Linked DNA regions of Mus musculus: regions 1, 3 and 4 are each linked to region 2. A link is a contact called in public promoter capture Hi-C data. All regions are on one chromosome and are shown on one strand. Each heading gives the region's core, a stretch centred on a gene start, on an enhancer-like site or on the middle of the called end of the contact. The rest is flanking DNA. Distances are from core to core; before and after follow the strand shown. Region 1 holds the start of Fuca1 (fucosidase, alpha-L- 1, tissue). Region 2 holds the start of Maco1 (macoilin 1). Region 3 holds the start of Pnrc2 (proline-rich nuclear receptor coactivator 2). Region 4 holds the start of Gale (galactose-4-epimerase, UDP).

Region 1 (2,700 bases), core at 170-2,669, 1.1 Mb before region 2:
CTTCCCACTCAACAAGCAAATAACCACGCCCTCTGGGTATGGCTTGCAGAGCCTGGGCACACCTGTCCCATGAGCTTTCTGGAGCTTTCACTTCCAGATCATAGACCTGCAGTCTAGGACACCAGGCTCCTTCCTCTCCTTCCTCTCTCTGGGCTAGTTACCTCGTCCATTAAACAGGAAGTCTGGAAAAAGGCTGGAGTTCAACTTTGTAAATTACGGCTCTCAAGATGGCAAGATGACAGATTTCTGTTCCCTCAGGCCTTTTACTTGGCGAAAATACTAAGTGCCAGCTATACACAGCCTTTCCCTTCGGGGGAGAAAACCTAACGTCCCGAGGGAATAAAAAGTCGGAGTTTGGCAGAAAATCAATGAAGAGAGCGGAGGACTACACTAAGCCAGGAGCGGGAGGCTGCCCTCACAGTGGCCAAATCCCGCGTCCAAAGTCAGCCAATATTTTCTCTGGCTTAGAGGGCTCTCAAAACGCACTTCCTCTGCAGGGCTTTGCCCAAACAACCCCCTTCCTCCTCTGAGTTCTACTATAAGCAAGTGAGAAGTGAGGGAGACCCCAACAAAGAGCAACCCCAAACTTCCATCCTTCCTTCTTCCTTTAGAGGCACAGGGCTACAAGGAAGTCAGGCGGCGCTTTTTTATAAGCTTCCACGGACGGACGCTACCCGTAGCCTAAGGGGACTGGTCAGATCTACAACTCAGGGCCACCGACGGGAATCTGGGCTGTGTTCTGGACCTTTCAAACGAGACACCGATGTAGCCTGATTCTAGTCTCTCTCCGCACAGGTGTACCACCCAGTGCTTTCCCGCCTTAATTTTATTTTATTTTATTTTATTTATTTATTTTTTTAACTGATCCTCAGCTGGATTCTCGTCTTTAGCGTCCTTCCTCCGAGATGCAGAACGTAGGGTCCTGGACCTTCCGAGGTCAGGCAGCGCCGGCTATGGCCTGCCTGCTCCCGCCTCGCGCCCGTCCCGCACTCACTTGGCCCCGGCAGCCTGAAAGAGTTCGGCCCACTGATCCGGGTGGAAGAAGCGCGCTGTGAACTGCGGTGCGAAGTCGGCGTAGCTGAAGCCGGGCGGGTAGTTTTCTGTCATGAAGCGCTGGTAGGCCGGCATCCGATCGCCCTGCCAGTGCCACCAGAACCATTCACTGCCCCAGGCGGGCACCGAGAACACCCCCCAGTGCACGAACACCCCGAACTTGGCCTCATCGAACCAGCTCGGCAGTGGCCGCGAGTCCAAGCTCTGCCAGTCCGGAGTGAAGCGGCGCGGAGCCAGGGCCACTGCCTGGGCCGCAGCCACTAGCAGCAGCAGCAGCAGCAGCAGCATCCCAGAGTCCACAGCCCACCACTCAAGTTCAGCTCCTACATCCTTGCTTCCGGGCCCGCACCGCCCCCCTCTTAACACGCAAGCGCCGGCGAGTAGCCCCGCCTCTCAGAGTAACGATTGGCTTGGAAGGAGAGGGGGTGGGGTCAGGCTTGCGGCTCTGGAGCGCCCTCTGGCATTGGAAGGGAGAAAGACTTAAGGCGGCGTTGCTGGTTCTGCTCTATTGAATTTAAATTCCGTAGACTCGCCTAAGGATTTAATTGCCGGATTCCCCGCAAGTGAGAAAGACCCAAGGTGTGGGGAAAACTGGGAGAAGTCCACGTTGTTGCACCAATCTTCAGGGGAAGGCTGAAGCCAGGTCGTTTTATTTAGTGACTATTTAGGAGCCGCGGGTTCTCTGTGCTATACCTCCAGCCAGCAGGTGGAGTTTAGCAGATTGGAGAGTTGCCGAAGAGATTGAGAAATAACAAGGTTAGAAGGAGCTTTATGCGGAGGGAGAGAAATGGCTGCTGAAAGATTAAGGGCAGACGTGGTTATTTTAGTCTATCTTTTGTCCGTTGAACTTAACAAGAACTCCGAGGAACTTAAACATTTTTTTAAAAAAAGATTTATTTACTTATTTTATGTATATGAGTACACCATCGCTCTCTTCAAACATACCAGAAGAGGGCATCAGATTCCATTACAGATGGTTGTGAGCCACCATGTGGTTGCTGGGAATTGAACTCAGGACCTCTGGAAAAGCAGTCTGTGCTCTTAACCACTAAGCCATCTCTCCAGCCCTAGACATTTTAATTTAATTTAGAATTGTAACTTAAATTTATTTTGAGGTAAGGGGGTCTCAACTAGCTCAGGCTGGCTTCGAACTTACAGCTACAGTAACTTTGCATTCCTGATCTTCCTGCTTGTACCTCAGGAGTGCTGGGATTACAGGTAGGGGATGGCACTGCCATTCCTGGTTTTAGGTAGTACTGACCTTTGAACCCAGAGATTTGCTCTTGCAGATGCAGCACTCTACTGACTGAGCTACACCTCAAAAACTTTGAGGGTCTCTCAGAGAGCTTAGTTAGCATCTAACTGAAGAAAACCTGACTCAGGAGTACAACACTTGCTTGGTACACCGGAAGGCCGGAGCTTCAGTCTGGCACCGCTAAACAAGCATGCCTGACCCACACACAGGGGACCACTGAGGCATGAGGGACCAGAAAAATTGAGAGCCAAGAGAACCCTCTTGCCCTGGGAAAATCTCTAAAACTCATATGGCCAGTCACCCAATTCCTCTACAGTCAGCACACGCCCAATGGTATATGGTGTGTGCCCATAACTTCAGGAAGTATGGGAGCCAGAAGTCACATGGTCCAT
Region 2 (2,777 bases), core at 128-2,627:
ACCAAATGTCTACTATGTGCTCGATTCTATTTTATAGAAATAATAACAACTAAGCAAGAAAATTGTGTAAGACATACACTAAAATGCTTCTGCCAGTAGTCAGGAGCCACCAGTGATTTGCTTCCTATGGCTACTTTCCCACACTTCCCCGGTTTTGCTATTTATTTATTTATTTATTTATTTATTATTTGTTTGTTTATATAAATTGTTGGTACATGTTACAGCCTTGGCGGTCTTCACTTCGTAGACCAAGCTGGCCTCGAGCTCAGCGATCCACATGCCTCTGCAGTGCTGGGATCAAAGTGGTGCGCCACCAACAACGCCCGGTAGTCTTTGCCGCTTAAAAACCAAAACCAAACTTATTTAGGAACTGTGTTTGTGTGGGCGTGCGTGTGGGAGGTCAGGCGGCAACTTGTAGGAGTTCCTTCTATCCGCCCACCACGTGGATTCCCGGGTTCGAACTCGGTCCTCAGACTTGGCAGCAAACGCGTTTCCCCGCTGAGCATCTCACTTGTCTTTTTGCCGTTCCGCCCTCACCGGTAAGCTACAGAGCTAGTGGGCGGAAAGAGCAAACGACCGCCTCACGCAGCCTCTGAGGCCGGGGAGGAGCCCGCGGAACCCTCAGCCTGCGCAAACCTGCGGACGTGGAGCCCGGCCACGCCGCCGCACACGCCCCCGGCAGCCCCGCGCGGCGTCGCGCGCACCCGAGGGGCCGCCCCTCTCTGGTGACGCGAACCAGGGGCGGACCCGCACAGGCCCCGCCCCACCACCTCCGATTGGTCGGCGCGCTGTCACCACGTCGCGGGAAGCTGGCAGGGTGTGTGTGAGTGTGTGTGTATGTGTGTGTGGTTTGCTTTGTCATTCGTGGCCCGGCTGACGCGGCCGGTATGGCTGCGTGCTCGGCTGCCCGCAGAAGGGGCCGCGGCGGCGCTCCCGGGACGCCCTCTTACATAAGGACGCGGCTGACTGAAGCACATGTCAGCGCAAGGTCCCCACACGCAGCGCACCACGCCGTTCGGTTCTCACACGCCAGGCGGGAGCCCGCGGCGCCGCGCCACACGGTGTACGCCGACGTGGGCCTCCCCACGGCGAGACGCAGCCCAATAACCGCGAAGCGTACCTTCGCAACAAGGCATAATATAGGATGTTATATTTATAGGGCCTATTTATAAGCCTCTATTTAACTCTTTTCTGATAGGCCCGGCCACGCGTCTAGGCCTTATCCTGATTGGTGTGTCCTTCTGTCCTTCAAAAAGGCGGGCTTAAGGGTCCGTGTTGCCTCAGCGGGCACCGGGATTGGCCGTGCGCGGCGCGGCGGCGCCTTCGATTGGCTATGCGGGCCGTCCGTCGCGGCAAAGGAGGCGGGGCGGGCGGCTGGCTGGTGCGGGGCGGGCGGGCCCCGGAATTGTCATTTCTTTGTTTCCGAAGGCGGAGGAGGCTCGGCGCCCCCCTCCTGGCCCCCTCCCCCCCGGTGCTGGCTCCATGTCTGTGTGACCGGCCGCAGGGGTAGGATTCAGGCCCGACGCGGGGCGGGCGGGCGACGGCGGCTGAGGTGAGAGGCGGCGGCGGCGGCGCGGCTCGGGCACCGGCCCCCCAGCGGGAGGATGAAGCGGCGGAACGCCGACTGCAGTAAGCTCCGCCGCCCCCTGAAGCGGAACCGGATCACCGAGGGTATCTACGGCAGGTGAGCGGCGGTGCCGGGCGTGGGCCAGCGGGTCCCGGGCGCCGCTCGGAAGGGGCCCGGCCCCGTTATGTAACCCCCCGACTAGGCCGCATGCCCGCGCCGGGGGCTCTCCTGAGGCGCGCCGCCCGCGGAGCGCCGGGCCAGCCAGCCAGCCGAGGGTCCGCCCCGGGCCACGGGGTGTGGCGAGGGCCAGGCGGAGGGCGCGGCGGGCGCGGGCGGGAGCCACGGGGCCGCCGTTGGCGGTGGTGTGTCGGGGGGAGGGGCGGCACCCCCGCGGCCCGGAGCCCAGAAGCCCGGGGGTCCCCAGCAGGCTGTGCGCTCGGTCCCCTACCGAGCCCGGGTCACGCTGGGCTCGGGGGTTGGCTGCCCGAGGCTCGTGGACGCGTGCGGCCGGGCGAGCGAGCCGCCAAAGTTAGGAGCTGCCAGGGGCGCGGGACCCTCGGGCTCGGGGCGGGGCCACGCCGGCTACTCTTCTGCGCTCTGCTGCCTCACGGGGTCCCCACCTTGGCTCGGAGCGCCCAAGGCTGATACCCCCAGATCGTGCCGGTGACACCGCTCCAGACCGCGGCTTTTCTCAGTTCCTCAGCAAACATTCTGACAATTGCAAGCAGATATTTTGCAGGGATTCTCGCCCAACTCAGGTTTGGGGATTTTTTTTTTTTTTTTAAATCCTCTGTTCATGAAGGAAAGTGGTGTCCCTTTAAATAGAAATTGAATCCACTTCTCCTGGACAGAAGGACAACAGGTTCATGGGGCATTTCGGTGACTGTCACAGCTTCCCCAAGCCCAATTTGTGTGCGGAGGTTATTTTCTGGAAATGCCTATTTCCGAGGCGAAGTAATTAGTTTACGACAGAGAGTGCTCAGCATGCGGTTGAAGGCTTTACTTGAGTCCTCTTGGCGCCTTACGGTTTAGGTCTTGCTGTGAATCTTGGAGAAAAATACAGGCGGTAGCTGATGACATCCAAGTTGTAGCATAGCTGTACACCTTACACATGCGGTTGTTTACACGTGTGAAGTGGCTGCCCTCCACAGGCAGGTGACTTACCTAACCATGAAGGGGGATTCTTCAAGTTTAAAAGGAGTAAGAAGTC
Region 3 (2,700 bases), core at 65-2,564, 1.0 Mb before region 2:
AGCTATTAATGAGCTAGAGACAGTGCTAAGACATGGTGAATGCCGGAACCATGCTCTCCCAAAGGGCAGCCTGACGCTGACCTTGTAGGAGAGAGCAGGCTCAGCCAGGTGGCAGGACACAGGCAGGCTTCATGGCACCCAAGCTTTCCGACAATGTGGGTAATGGTGTCCTCTATGTCAAGCACCTTTTAGGCACAGAGAAGAAGGGCACATGAGCCCAGGCTCTTGAAACTCACTGTAGCATTATGCTTTGAAGTGTGGCACCACTGAGATGTCCTGAATCCAAGAACACTGGAAATCAGAATAGCACCTTGCCCTTAAAATTGCTGAGACTGGAATGAGATGACATAAGCAAAAGTCTAGCATGAGGTAGGGAGCAGATAAAACACCCTAGATGCATTTGGACAGGCTTGCAGAATTCTGGACCAACTTAATTCTGGACAGCAATGGCTATATAGATAGATGTGTGAGTGTGTGTGTCTTATTTGCATCACAATTTGGAGCCAATGAAACGTTTTTGTTTTGCTGAGATGGGGGTTTTGCTATGTACTCCAAACTGACCTCAAAACTGAGAAGCTGTGATTACAGGCCTGAATGAGGCAAGACACCTGGCACATTTACCCCCAGAATTATTCACTGAAATTGGTGTTCACCCTTGAAATGTTGACTCTAGGATACACGTTTTTCTTTTTCTCTTAAACAAAAGATATCTCTCCTTTCTTTCCCGAACCTTGCTGTCATTCTTGAGCGGTATATTTCTTTTCTCTAGTTTTCCCACTTTCGAAACAAGACCAAAAAATGTGTAGGGATCCAGCAAGTGCTGTGTATAGAAAAAGCAGGCCCTGATAGTAGTGACAGTCTCAGGTACCGAGAAAAAAGTGAAGCTAGATCAGAGGAGACATAAAAAAGGAAGGTGGTCATGTGCAGAAATAGTTGCCGGGCTCTGGGTGGGGTGAATATGACCCACGGCAGCTCTGGGGCTGGCCCAGTGACCGCAGGACAGAAAGGGCCAGGAACAAAGACGGGCGCCGCGCAGAGGTCTGGTCACGGAAGTAAAGTACGGGCCCCGCTGCCAGAGGCCAGCAGAAGAGCAGCTGCCCTCCGCCAGCCGGGGAAAGTCCAGCAGCGCGGCTCCCGAAGCGGGCCAGTTATTCCCGACATGCTCCTCCCGCAGGATTTCAAACCATGACAACAGCCACCCCGCACTCCCCCCCCCCCCCGCGTGCCCCAGCAACAGGCGGTGGCTGGCGTCTCATTGGCCGCGGGACGCGCTGCCGCGTCCTCATTGGCTGCACAGTCTCCGGTCCTCTTCCGCGCTTGCAGCGGCCTCCATTTTGTCGGGAAAGGCAGTAGGAGGTTGGTCCCCAGACGGAGTTGTGATCCGTGACTCGTTCGTGGGCTGTTAGATCCGTGCATCGTTTCTCCCTGTAGAGGGAAGGAGGCTTGGAGGTCGAGAGGGAGCCGCCGCCGCCGCCGCTCGAAGTCGGTGAGTGTGGCGGGGGCGGCCATGTTGGCCATCGCGGGCACCATTGTTGGGCCTGGCTGAAGAGGAAGTGAGGCCGGTCGGGTGCGACCGACTCCCTGGGAGCGGAGCCGCGGGCTGAGGCTGCGAGCTTGCAGGTTCACTGTGCGGGTGACTGCGAGTGCGGGCCTTCTGACTTACAAAGTCGGAGGCTTCTCAGCCTTGTGAGGGTGTTTGCTAATTAGAACAGAGAAACCTTTCCCCTTAGAGGCGTGATCTTTAGGAATGTAAGGTTATTATGGTTTGTGAAAAATTATGGCACCCGTTACCGGAGTCATAGGCGAAATCACGATGCGCGCTGTTGGGAACAGAACCTTGATGTGGAAATGGCTGTGCGGGTCCTAGTTTCACTTTAAAACGGGTAAGAGTTGCAGGTAAGCCCCCAAGAGTTGTAAGCTGATATTTATGAGGTCAAAGAAAGTCGTGGTCTCATACATCATCTATGAAGCTTTGAGGAAGCAGCGACAGCCATTTCTGTAGAATGTCTAAAAGATCACTTTTTGGGGTTATTTTCAAGTAATTCTCTTTCCTTTTCTAGCTAGGACTTCTCTCAAACTTGTGTGCTGAGGAGACTCGATGTGGACCTCAGCTCCTAGGCTGAAATCAGCAGACTGGCTCATGAAAACTTGTGTACTGAGACAAAGGAAAGGATCTAGCAGAAAGCAACGTCTCTTATCCTGGGCTTGGCAGCAAGGAAGAGGACAAGTAGTGGAAATCCTTCAATCTGAAAAGCAAACTGAAAGGTATAAAGATTCCCATCACAGTGGGGCCAATTATCTTAGGAGTGAAGCAATTCTAAACTATTAAGGTCAGCGGCCATGCATGGCGATGCTGCAGTATTATGTGCCTGTAATTCCAGCACTCCAGAGTTTGGGGCAAGACTGCTTAAAGTTGGAGGCCAGTCTGGTATAGGAGACCCCACCAGCCACGGGTGGCTTTCGGTGTGTGGGGTTATTTCTTTTAGCTTGTACAAAGAATGAAAGAAGAGCTTGCTTTAATTTTTTTCTTCTTTCAATTTCACAAACTGGTATCTAGCTCACGACTTTAGTTTTTTGAGGTAGATGGTTTTGAAGTCGAGCCTAATGCCATCTTGTCATATTTTCTTCAACACTTCTAGAACTGGAACTATGGAAACATCACAAGGAACATGTGGAATTTATTGTTTACATGTATTTACT
Region 4 (2,700 bases), core at 41-2,540, 1.1 Mb before region 2:
GTCTAGTTCCTGTTGACAGAGGGTGGGAAGATGGGCCTTTTGAAGACCCACCCTTCCTGCCTCCATGTCTGGAGTATGGACAGTCTCGGGCAGAAGAACATCGCTTAAGAATGGGAGGCTAGGATACAGAAAAAGGGACCTGTCCCTGTAAACTGACACCTTTTCCCCGGAGCAAAAGGTTCCTGGGTTTGATGACTAACATCTAGTGCTCCAACAACCCTTCCCCTGGAAGGTCAGTTGGGAGGAAGCAGTAAGAACGCCAAATGGCCTCAAGGGTGGGGTCCTTAGCCAGGAAGGCTGTGCCCAGCTCAGAGGCTGCAGTGCCAACAGCCCTGGAGTGGGTAGGGCTTCACCCCACCCTGGGGCAGCCAATAGCTCAGCTTTGGCCCAGCTGACTTGGAGCCACAGATCCCGCCCAAGGAGGGCAGCACCAAGTGAGCCGGTGTCGACGTGGATTTGGCTCGCTCTCCGCTGCCAGGTGTGCATCCCCACCCTGAGCAAACTGCTGGGCGGACAGAGAGGCAGTCCACACAGTGAGGCCTTTCATTTTCACGACCTGGCTCGCTGCCGTCTTTCTCCGAGCTGCCTCAAGTTTCTGCTGGGGTTATTCTGCTGCAGCCCACTGGACGGGGCGTCCAGTGCGACCCAGAATCACTACCCCGCACTTGTGCGTTATTTTCCCAACATCTGGATGTGGCAGGTGTTTCTACCAGCCCTGGGTACTAGGGTCTGAGCCCAGAGGCAGTCGGCCTGGGGTCACACAGCAATAAGAACTGACTAAGGGGGATCCCCGAGACTATGCCCCGCGACTCCCTGCAGCTCCCGCATTGCGCGAAGACGCGGGGAGGCGGTCGCTGAGGGGACTCTGGTGGCAGAAAGGCTGCTCTGAGGTCGCTCCGCTCCGGACTAGGGGATGACCTTGGTCAGCGGTCCCCTCCTCAGTTTTCCCTGTCTGTACAAGGCAGGAGAGCGGATGCTGGGTCTCAGCAGCCTGGGCGAGGCGGAGCTTAGCTCTGGACTTCGGGTCTGGGCTGGGAGCAGGAGCGGGGAGCCGAGCCCCGAATGAATGGGCTCGGGTGGCCCCCGCTACGGTTGCGGAAAACGCGAGCAGAAGGGGTGAGCCTGGCCCTGTTCCGAACACGAACCGACCCTCTTGGAACCTCCTCGCTCCCCACCAAGCATTGGCCCTTCCGAGCTCACTAAGCCCTTCATTCTACCGGCCGAACCTGCGGAAGCTCCAGCGCTGACTCCAGGCACCGCCTCCCGCGACCAGCGCCGCGGCCCCTTTAAGACCTGACAGCCCAGCCCGACCCCGCCCCTCCACGCCCTCCAGGAAACGTGTGTACTGGGTTACTGCCTGGACGGCAACCCTGGAGGGACAAATGGTCTGCACAGGCTTTAAACGCCTGCGCAGTGCGCTTCCATCGAGGGCGGAAATGAGGGGTGCGGACGCCATCCGGTTACCGGCGGGCTGTTGAGGAGAAACAAGGTCGGGACTGGGCCCTTTCTAGTCCCTCCACTCAGAGCCACTGTTTGTGTCAAACCCTTGGTCGGGCAGCTCCAGTTGGAGGACATGGCTGGCCCGGGCTGCGTCCAAGTTCACGTGGGAAGAAACCCGCGATGGCGAAGGAACCTTGACATTCACAGTAGCAATTGCTGTGCCCATCGCTGAGCCGCTGCCTCCCTCCCCCAAAGCTGTGTTTGCGCACCTGCCCCCGTATAGGGACTCAAGACACTTTTGTCTCGGTTTAAGATACAAAGCGGGACCGGGCGGTGGTGGCACACGCCTTTAATCCCAGCATTCGGGAGGCTGCTCCTGCAGAGGCCCCGAGTCCTGTTTCTGGCACCCACATACCTACCGCCTCTCATTACATAGGATGCCATGCCCGCTTCTGACCTCCGTTGCACATACCATACATAGCTGGCATTCTCTCACAAATACATAAATGAAGCTAAATCTTTCCTGGTAGTACAGGTCTTCAGGCCCAGCAGAATTTCAGTGAGTTTATGAAAAGGGAAGCTGAAGATAGCTAGCGCGTGAATAAATAATAATAATAATAATAATAATAATACTGTCAAGTTGACCATTGTGGAAGTTTGTTATCTCACTGGAAGCAGATACAGATGGATCCCTGGGGTTCACTGGCCAGCCAGCCTAGTCTCCTTAGCTAGTTCCAGACCAGTAAGAGATCTATCTTCCTGATCTATCTTCCTGCTCTGGAAACAGGCACGTTCTCAGAAGCGAGTCCTAGGGTGTTCCCCACAGCAATGATTTCCAGTCAGTGGTCTGGGGGCTTGGGTGTGGCGATGGAAGAGATCCAAAGATGAACCAGCCACAAAACCTTCCCTCTTCCCTCAGAGCAATTTTACTCCTCCACCCATAAACACACGTTTGAATGTTATATTAGAAAATTAAACCTTTAATTACATAAGCTGTTTTCAAAAAAATCACACACAGAGTGGAGATTTCGTTGGCAGATGACCACAGATGCAGATCAACCCCCACCATTCCAGCAAATGCTCTGCTGGCATAAGGGGAAACTGCTCTCTGTCCTCAGAGGTAGAACAAAGGCCCTGCGGCGGTGGACATCAGCTCTGTTGGCAGGCAGACTCACCCAGGGCCATCCCAAGCAAGTGCTTAGGCACAGCTCTGGGGAGCTGGCCCAGGCCAGGCAGCTCTAGCCCTTATCATCAGGGACA

What was found. Promoter capture Hi-C pulls out the DNA fragments that hold promoters and counts their contacts.
Region 1: a promoter capture Hi-C map of liver shows a contact between it and region 2, with 4 times the contacts expected there. The contact joins the promoter of Fuca1 here to the promoter of Maco1 in region 2. A contact is called at or near these places in 3 of 39 promoter capture datasets (hippocampal neurons, liver and pre-B cells) and 1 of 484 Hi-C or Micro-C datasets (B cells).
Region 3: a contact with region 2 is called in a promoter capture Hi-C map of liver, with 2.7 times the contacts expected there. The contact joins the promoter of Pnrc2 here to the promoter of Maco1 in region 2. A contact is called at or near these places in 4 of 39 promoter capture datasets (hippocampal neurons, liver and pre-B cells) and 1 of 115 datasets of contacts at active chromatin or transcription factors (pancreatic cancer cells).
Region 4: a promoter capture Hi-C map of hippocampal neurons shows a contact between it and region 2, with 7 times the contacts expected there. The contact joins the promoter of Gale here to the promoter of Maco1 in region 2. A contact is called at or near these places in 2 of 39 promoter capture datasets (hippocampal neurons and pre-B cells) and 1 of 484 Hi-C or Micro-C datasets (embryonic stem cells).

What each region holds. Positions count from the first base shown.
Region 1 is chr4:135,919,445-135,922,144 of GRCm38.p6, reverse strand. It overlaps Fuca1 (fucosidase, alpha-L- 1, tissue), which reads right to left and starts at 1,419. Exons shown (of 8, transcript NM_024243.4): 1 at 995-1,419. The coding sequence starts at 1,341. It overlaps Cnr2 (cannabinoid receptor 2 (macrophage)), which reads right to left. Exons shown (of 2, transcript NM_009924.4): 2 at 1,926-2,700.
Region 2 is chr4:134,851,945-134,854,721 of GRCm38.p6, reverse strand. It overlaps Maco1 (macoilin 1), which reads left to right and starts at 1,377. Exons shown (of 11, transcript NM_025382.6): 1 at 1,377-1,684. The coding sequence starts at 1,605.
Region 3 is chr4:135,872,460-135,875,159 of GRCm38.p6, reverse strand. It overlaps Pnrc2 (proline-rich nuclear receptor coactivator 2), which reads left to right and starts at 1,314. Exons shown (of 3, transcript NM_026383.3): 1 at 1,314-1,486; 2 at 2,061-2,265.
Region 4 is chr4:135,962,315-135,965,014 of GRCm38.p6, reverse strand. Gale (galactose-4-epimerase, UDP) reads right to left here and starts at 1,290. Exons shown (of 11, transcript NM_001356493.1): 1 at 1,227-1,290. Hmgcl (3-hydroxy-3-methylglutaryl-Coenzyme A lyase) reads right to left here. Exons shown (of 9, transcript NM_008254.3): 9 at 2,347-2,700.